Linked DNA regions of Gossypium hirsutum: region 2 is linked to region 1. Evidence: chromatin contacts called from public Hi-C data. All regions are on one chromosome and are shown on one strand. Each heading gives the region's core, a stretch centred on a gene start, on an enhancer-like site or on the middle of the called end of the contact. The rest is flanking DNA. Distances are from core to core; before and after follow the strand shown. Region 1 holds the start of LOC107955728 (protein-tyrosine-phosphatase IBR5). Region 2 holds the start of LOC107955734 (TBC1 domain family member 2B).

What was found. Hi-C and Micro-C count contacts between places; a contact is called where the count stands out from the background.
Region 2: a Hi-C map of leaf shows a contact between it and region 1, with 1.9 times the contacts expected there. The contact joins the promoter of LOC107955734 here to the promoter of LOC107955728 in region 1. A contact is called at or near these places in 4 of 34 Hi-C or Micro-C datasets (all in leaf).

Annotation. Positions count from the first base shown.
Region 1 is chrA07:89,695,352-89,698,729 of Gossypium_hirsutum_v2.1, forward strand. It overlaps LOC107955728 (protein-tyrosine-phosphatase IBR5), which reads right to left and starts at 1,587. Exons shown (of 5, transcript XM_041116560.1): 1 at 1,064-1,587. The coding sequence starts at 1,300.
Region 2 is chrA07:89,935,185-89,938,665 of Gossypium_hirsutum_v2.1, forward strand. LOC107955734 (TBC1 domain family member 2B) reads left to right here and starts at 2,219. Exons shown (of 8, transcript XR_001700097.2): 1 at 2,219-3,204.

The sequences.
Region 1 (3,378 bases), core at 337-2,836:
TTACTATAGTGAAAAAGTAGCTCAGTACATCTTTCTCAATAATGCTGCATGTGATCCAGTGCCATGCAAGGTTTAATGTTGTATAATTCTCCATTAAACACTACGAAAATCTTAAAACCTCAATTTATGATGAACCCTCAGGTTCTCCTTTCAAAGGCTAAGGACTAAAAGATCAACAGAACTGCTCTTAGGACCATTTGACTATCAAATCTTACCATTATTTCTAGTTCTAAGTTTGATAAATTGCACCCTCACATCCTGTTCTGGTGTTGCCTCATCAATATCACACATTTTATGTCAAACTTCTTCCCCAAGTTTCCAGCTTAAGATCAATAATAGTGGTCTCAGCCTCATCCGCAAATAGAAAGCACCAACGAATATTACCCATTATTTATCCTAGATATCCAGTTTAACTCAACAGTAAGTTTACCCGAAAGGTTAAGGCCTAAAGTAGAGTCTCAAGGAAAATTCATTAAAACTGGATAGTACACCTATTAACTTCACACTATTCCCAAAGCTATAACTAATCTTTCATTCATACCACTAACCATGCAGATAATCATAAGACTTCCATAATAGGTAGTACAACTGACATAGGAATTTTTTAGATCAATGTAATTACAAGATCCTCCTCCATTAAGCTTTGGTTAAGCTATAAACTAGGAAAGTGGTTATGAATATTTATCATTTAATTAACAAAATTCTCCATTCTCACTCCCTTCCATTCTTCATGCTAAGCAAAGCCACCCTTTCTATACTTAGAAACAAGCAAAGGCAAAAGGAACTAAGTTAGTTACTAATTTCCTACTTCCGATGCCAAATACTTGGAATGCAGAAAACCCATCAATATTATACAAAAACAGCAGCATAAAAACCTTAAACATACAGCACTAAAATCAATTCCTAATTTACCCTTTTTATATGAATTAGAGAACAATCATAAGTCAACTTTTCCAAACTACATTGGATCACAAAACCCATAAATTTAAATATAAAAACCATAAGCTGATAGTAATACCATAAGCAAACATACACATTAATGAAAGGAGAAGAAGGGGCCTACATTAAGGACATGAGTAATTCCCTGGGTCTTTAGAAGCTCAGAGCGAGAGGCGTTATCATAGCTACCCAAATAAAGAAAGCCAGGCAAGATGAGGGAGGGAAAAGCACTGACTTGAAGCGATGATTTGTCAGAAGAGAGGGGAATTCTATGGCCACATATCCCACAAACTTCCTCTTCTTCGTACTTGTGATAGTGGCCGCATATCCCACACGGATTCTCCCTTTCCCTCTTCCTCATCCCCACTCGCCTCCCCCCAACAAATTTTCGATTATACCCAGATCAACAAAACCAACAAGGATCAAAACCAGAGTGTTTCTTTTTAAGTTGTAGGAAGAAGGGATTGTTAGAATGATAATAAAAGAGGGAGAGTGATGAATCCAGAGTACTTTGAATGGGTTTTCGTACAAAAAGGAAAGAGAAAGGATTAATATAATGTTTTGTCTCCCTTGACTCTGGGAAATGAAATTCAAGAACCATACAGACAGTGAGGCTTGCCGCTTACCTTATCGGCACGTGCGTCAATGTACTCATCAAACACCCCATGTGCTTTCTTCTTTTTATGTTCTTTTCTCTCTTTTATAACGTCATTAAATTATTTATTTTTCTTATTTTGACTGAAAAATGATGACTTCTGGTAATCAAAATTTTAATTTTTAAGTTTTAAAATTGGTTTGAATTTTAATATTATTTTTTATGATTTTATTAATAGAATAAATTTAGTGTTATTTATAAATTAATTTAATTTATTTAAATATAATTTGATGGTTGTGAATTTTTTTAAAATTTTAAGGTTAATTTAATAAAATTTAATTGTTAATATTATTAATTAATTATGATTTTTTTAAAATAAATCCTAATTCTTTAAAAATTTGTCAAATAAATGTATTACATTAGACAAATAAATATATATATGTATAAGATTAAAAAAAATTATCAAATAATATATTAAGCTAGAAATTATTTTTTTCATTTAAAATTTGTAATAAATTTCAAACATATTATTTTACTTATAAACAACTTCAATTATTTTAAAATCTTAGGGGGAGTTATGAAAAAAAAGGGTTTTTGATCATTTTAATTATTGTTGTCAAAAAATATTTTTGAAATAATAAAATATTTATTCAGACATGATATTGTAAGATAAAAAAAAATATGTTAGATTTTTTAATAAGAATAATTAAACTAATTTCAATTAAAAGCATTCATAAAATGCCAGAAGTCAAAATATTTTATTTGAGTTTAAATTGCAATTTAAAAATATAATTTAATTAGTCAAAAAAATATAATTTAATTTGAAAAAAGTTATTTTTGGCTTGAAATCGTAATTTAAAATTATATTTTGAATTTAAAAAATAATTTTGAAGCCTCAATGATAAAGGAAACTTTAATTCGTGTCACTTAATTTTATATTTTTTTAATTTAAAAATATTATATTATTACTCATTCGCAAAATTAAAATATTAAAATATTAAATGTAATAATAAAATACATTGCATCCTACAAAAACTGAATTCTATGTCTTAAAAAAAGATAATATTGAAAACCTACGTGAAATACCAAAAAGACATTCAGAAAAATTAAGCTGTAAGAGGTAAAAGGATTGGCGGTGCTTTAAACACGAGGTCCTGTTTAATTTATTGGGACAGTGATGTCCTAAACCTCTATTTATAATCCACCACATCAACCATAACTTCATCTCAATTATAAATTTTGTATTTTTCAATCAAATATCATTTCCTACATTGATTGTCTTGTCTTGTCTGTCCACCTATTGTTAACTTTTTAAAAGGTTTATGTTTATTATTATATTATTATACAAACTTTCTAAATTATATATCTACTAAAATAGTTTATTTTTTTTAGTCAATTTTCCTGCCGACTTTTTTTTTCTATCCGGTCTTTTAAATTTCTTTTTTAAATTATAGAGAAATAGATTGTTTTTTAAGTTGGACTTGCTTTTCACCTTTTTTTTTTAATTTTTTAAAAATTATGGTTAGGTTTTTTATTTTTGTAAAGATTAGGATTATAGTTTTTTTAAAGACTTAGGGTTAGGATTTTAAAGGTAAAATCATGAAAGTTTATTAGTATATTTGAGGGGTTGAGGATGTGTTAGCACGACTCATAACACATACATTTCATATGTTATGTCGGGATAGGACTATTACCTCAAAAACTCATCCTATAGAAATCAGGTTTCGGGGTGACAATGTTTGATACAATCATGAGTCAAAGTCTAAGTGGAGTTCCTAGTCGGCAGCCATAATGCGGTCATGGGTTCGAGTATAATTGGGGCCAGTTGACAATTGTTATGCGGT
Region 2 (3,481 bases), core at 969-3,468, 240 kb after region 1:
ATTTTGCATAATGTAATATCAATTAATTTTACTTATGAAAAATGAAGATTTTTTATTTACAATAATGCTTAACATTAATTCAATTAGCCCTGCAAGAGTAAAACTGTAAAAAGTACATGACGGTGGGTTTTGAGGAGTGAATTACATTCATGTCCTTCTTGGCTGTCCCTACTAAAACGCGTCCACTTTATTTATTTATTTTAATGCCAAAATTGGCGCCTCCCATGGTGTTGTAATTCCAAAGAAAAAAATATAAATATTTTGATTTAATATAATTATCACTTATTTACATTTGTAATGTTGTCTGACTTTACAACTGAATCTAAAATATTATTTCTATATTATCTACATAAGATAAAAGTTAATAAATTCATAATTTTATTAAGTATTATTATAATAAAATCATTCAAGTGACAGTTTACTTTAAAAATAATAAGTTTTTTTAATCTTCTAATTTTATAAAAAAAAGTTATTTTAATTTTTCATTTAATTTTCTCTTTTCTAATCCTTAAATTTGCATAGTTTATTAAATTGAAAAAAATTAACGTTTGTTAACTAGACGTTAACTTTATTAACATGACATATACGTGAATATCACCACGCCAACAATTAATTAAATTTTTTAAAATTTATAAATTTTTAAAAAATTATTAAAATTATGTAAAAAGTATAAAAAAATTAATTAATCGCTAATGTGGCATATACATGAATTGTTCAATAAAGTTAACAAACATTAATTTTTTTTACCAATTTTAGGGTAATTTGACAAGTAATGCCAGCTCATTGACTAAAAGGGGCAAAAAAACTAAATAAAGGGCTAAAATAATTTTTTTTTTGTAAAGTTAGAGGACCAAATAAATCGTTATGCCAGATAATAAAAACAAAGCAAATCAAAATATAAATTTATTTATTACTAAAAAATGTAAAGTATTCAAATTCTAAAAGGTTTAACTACAAAATTTACCTCAAAATTATATCATTTTATCACTTAGATATATTTTTTTGTTAAAAGTGATACAAAAATAATCAATTTCGTCTTATCTTACTCAACAAGTGTATGACGTATCATGTTCTTATTAATTAGTATAATGCTTAGGGGTAAAATAAGACTAAATTGATTGTTTAGATATTTGTTTTGACCAAAATTATTTTGGATGCCTAAGTAAGAAAAAGTATGGTTCGAGGGCCAATTTCATATTTAAGCCTTTTTAGAGAAAAACTTCCCTCTTCTGTTTTGATTTTATTTCACTCATAAATCAAAACAAATTATCCCTTCTTTTTAGGTTATCAAGGAAAAAAAACCCCTTCTTTGCAACTGTTGCTCTTATTTTTAATCATTAATTTTTTAACTACTAAAATAACTATTTTTCATAAATTTTGTATATTTTTATTATTTATCACCGCAGAATGTTTCAGTTTTTTTTTAATATATTCCTCAAATTATTTCTGAATAAATTATCAGATTGTCTTAATTTTTATTATATTATATTAAATATTTTTATCTTACATTTAAATTTATAAACGGCAGGGGTATATCAGTCCATTAAAAAGAGGGATTTATTTTGAATGCTAAAAGTCTAAACCTACCCACCGCACGCGCATCATGTCTTATCAAATTCAAAGCTTTGTTAACGTTGGGGCAATAGTTTAATTTTACGGAAAGGTTAAAATATGCTCTTGGTCCCTATATTATCTATAAATTATAGATTTAGTCCAAATACTTTAATATGGTTATTTTACTATTTATATTTTTCAAATTTAAAAATTTCAACCCTGATCAAATGATTGTTATTAAATTTATTAAGTTAAAGTTTATTATTTCTAAAATCTTATGTGATAAATATTTTATCACGTGTAATAGTATGTCATATTGTTATTTTTACATATTACTCATAAAAACGAGTTAATAAATTAAATTAGAAAATATAAACTATATTTATAATTGTTACCATTTTAGAAATTTAAAAAATAAAAGAATAATGAGGAATTCAAAAAGCATAGAGACTAACAGTGATCATTACAAAATATATGGATTAAATTTATAACTTAATAATAGAGTTTAGAAAAATAAAAAATACTAATAAATTAATAACAAAATTCCCAATTTTTATTTACACCTTTTTTTCAAGTATAAACTGTAAACAATTTCTTCTCTCTTTGTTAATAAGAGATCAGTAGGAGTAATTTTTGGTATTGAGAAAAGAGAAATTTTCTATATATGTAAATTTTCAAGCTTTGATTTTTACCTACCACTAAATTCTGCTTCTTTTATATCCTAGTAACATCTTTTGTTTCTTTGAGTCATCCCTTCCCTTTGTAAATTACAATAGAAAAAATAAAAGGAAAGAATTTCACTCCCTTTCTCAGAAGATTTTGTTGAGCAAAAAATCTGTATTCTTTTAAGGCTTTCATTATTCTGGGTTTTTTTAAAAAAAATTATATTATATTATATATTATTGAAAAGGATCTTCCATGGTCATGTTGATCCAAATGTGAGAGCTTTTTTCCGTGTCTTGCTTGTAACTCATCCTCTTATTATTTCTTTAAATAAAACCCATTTTCAAGACTCAGCCTTCGTTCAAATTTCCAAGCTGCAAGCTTGAAAAGATTGACACTTTCATGGTTCAAAGCTTGTAACTCCCTCTCATTCTTTGACAAAGCCCTTGTTAACCTTTGTCTTCTTTTCTCTTGATCTATCAAGGACGGGAAAAAATGTTTGGTACCCAAAGTAAAAGAGACCTTACTTTGGAATTGCAAGCACAATTTCCAATTTTAAGGCCAAGCATCCATGCAAGAAGAGCTAATCTTACAGTGAAATTCCAAGACCTTTATGGGTTTACTGTTGAAGGTAATGTGGATGATGTTAATGTGTTGAATGAGGTAAGAGAAAAGGTAAGGCAACAAGGGCGAGTTTGGTGGGCACTTGAAGCAAGCAAAGGAGCCAATTGGTATTTACAGCCACAAGTTTCTTCATTATCGGAAGGAATTGTGTTGAAATCTTCACTCAAATTGGCAGCTTTGGCTAATTCTATTACACTGAAGAGGCTTATTAGGAAAGGTATTCCCCCTGTACTTAGGCCTAAGGTTTGGTTTTCGCTATCCGGTGCCGCCAAGAAGAAGTCTACGGTGCCTGAAAGTTATTACAATGATTTGACAAAGGCGGTAGATGGTAAAGTAACACCTGCTACAAGGCAGATTGATCATGTAAATTCTTGCATTAATTCTTTTTTTTTCTTTATAAATTCTGATTGAGTCTTTGTTTTGATTGACGTCTTATTCATTTGATGTTTGTAAAGTTTCTTTCTAGAGATAGGGTTAATTTTTGCATAATGAATTTGGAAATGAGAATTCATATCTGATGATTGACCTACGTGCAAAGGATGATTGCATTGGACAGTATTGGGGTTTTGACATTAGAAGGTTTTGATCTGTTGAGAAAAGGTCTCTTCTCTAATGAAATTTCAACAGGATGGAATAAAAA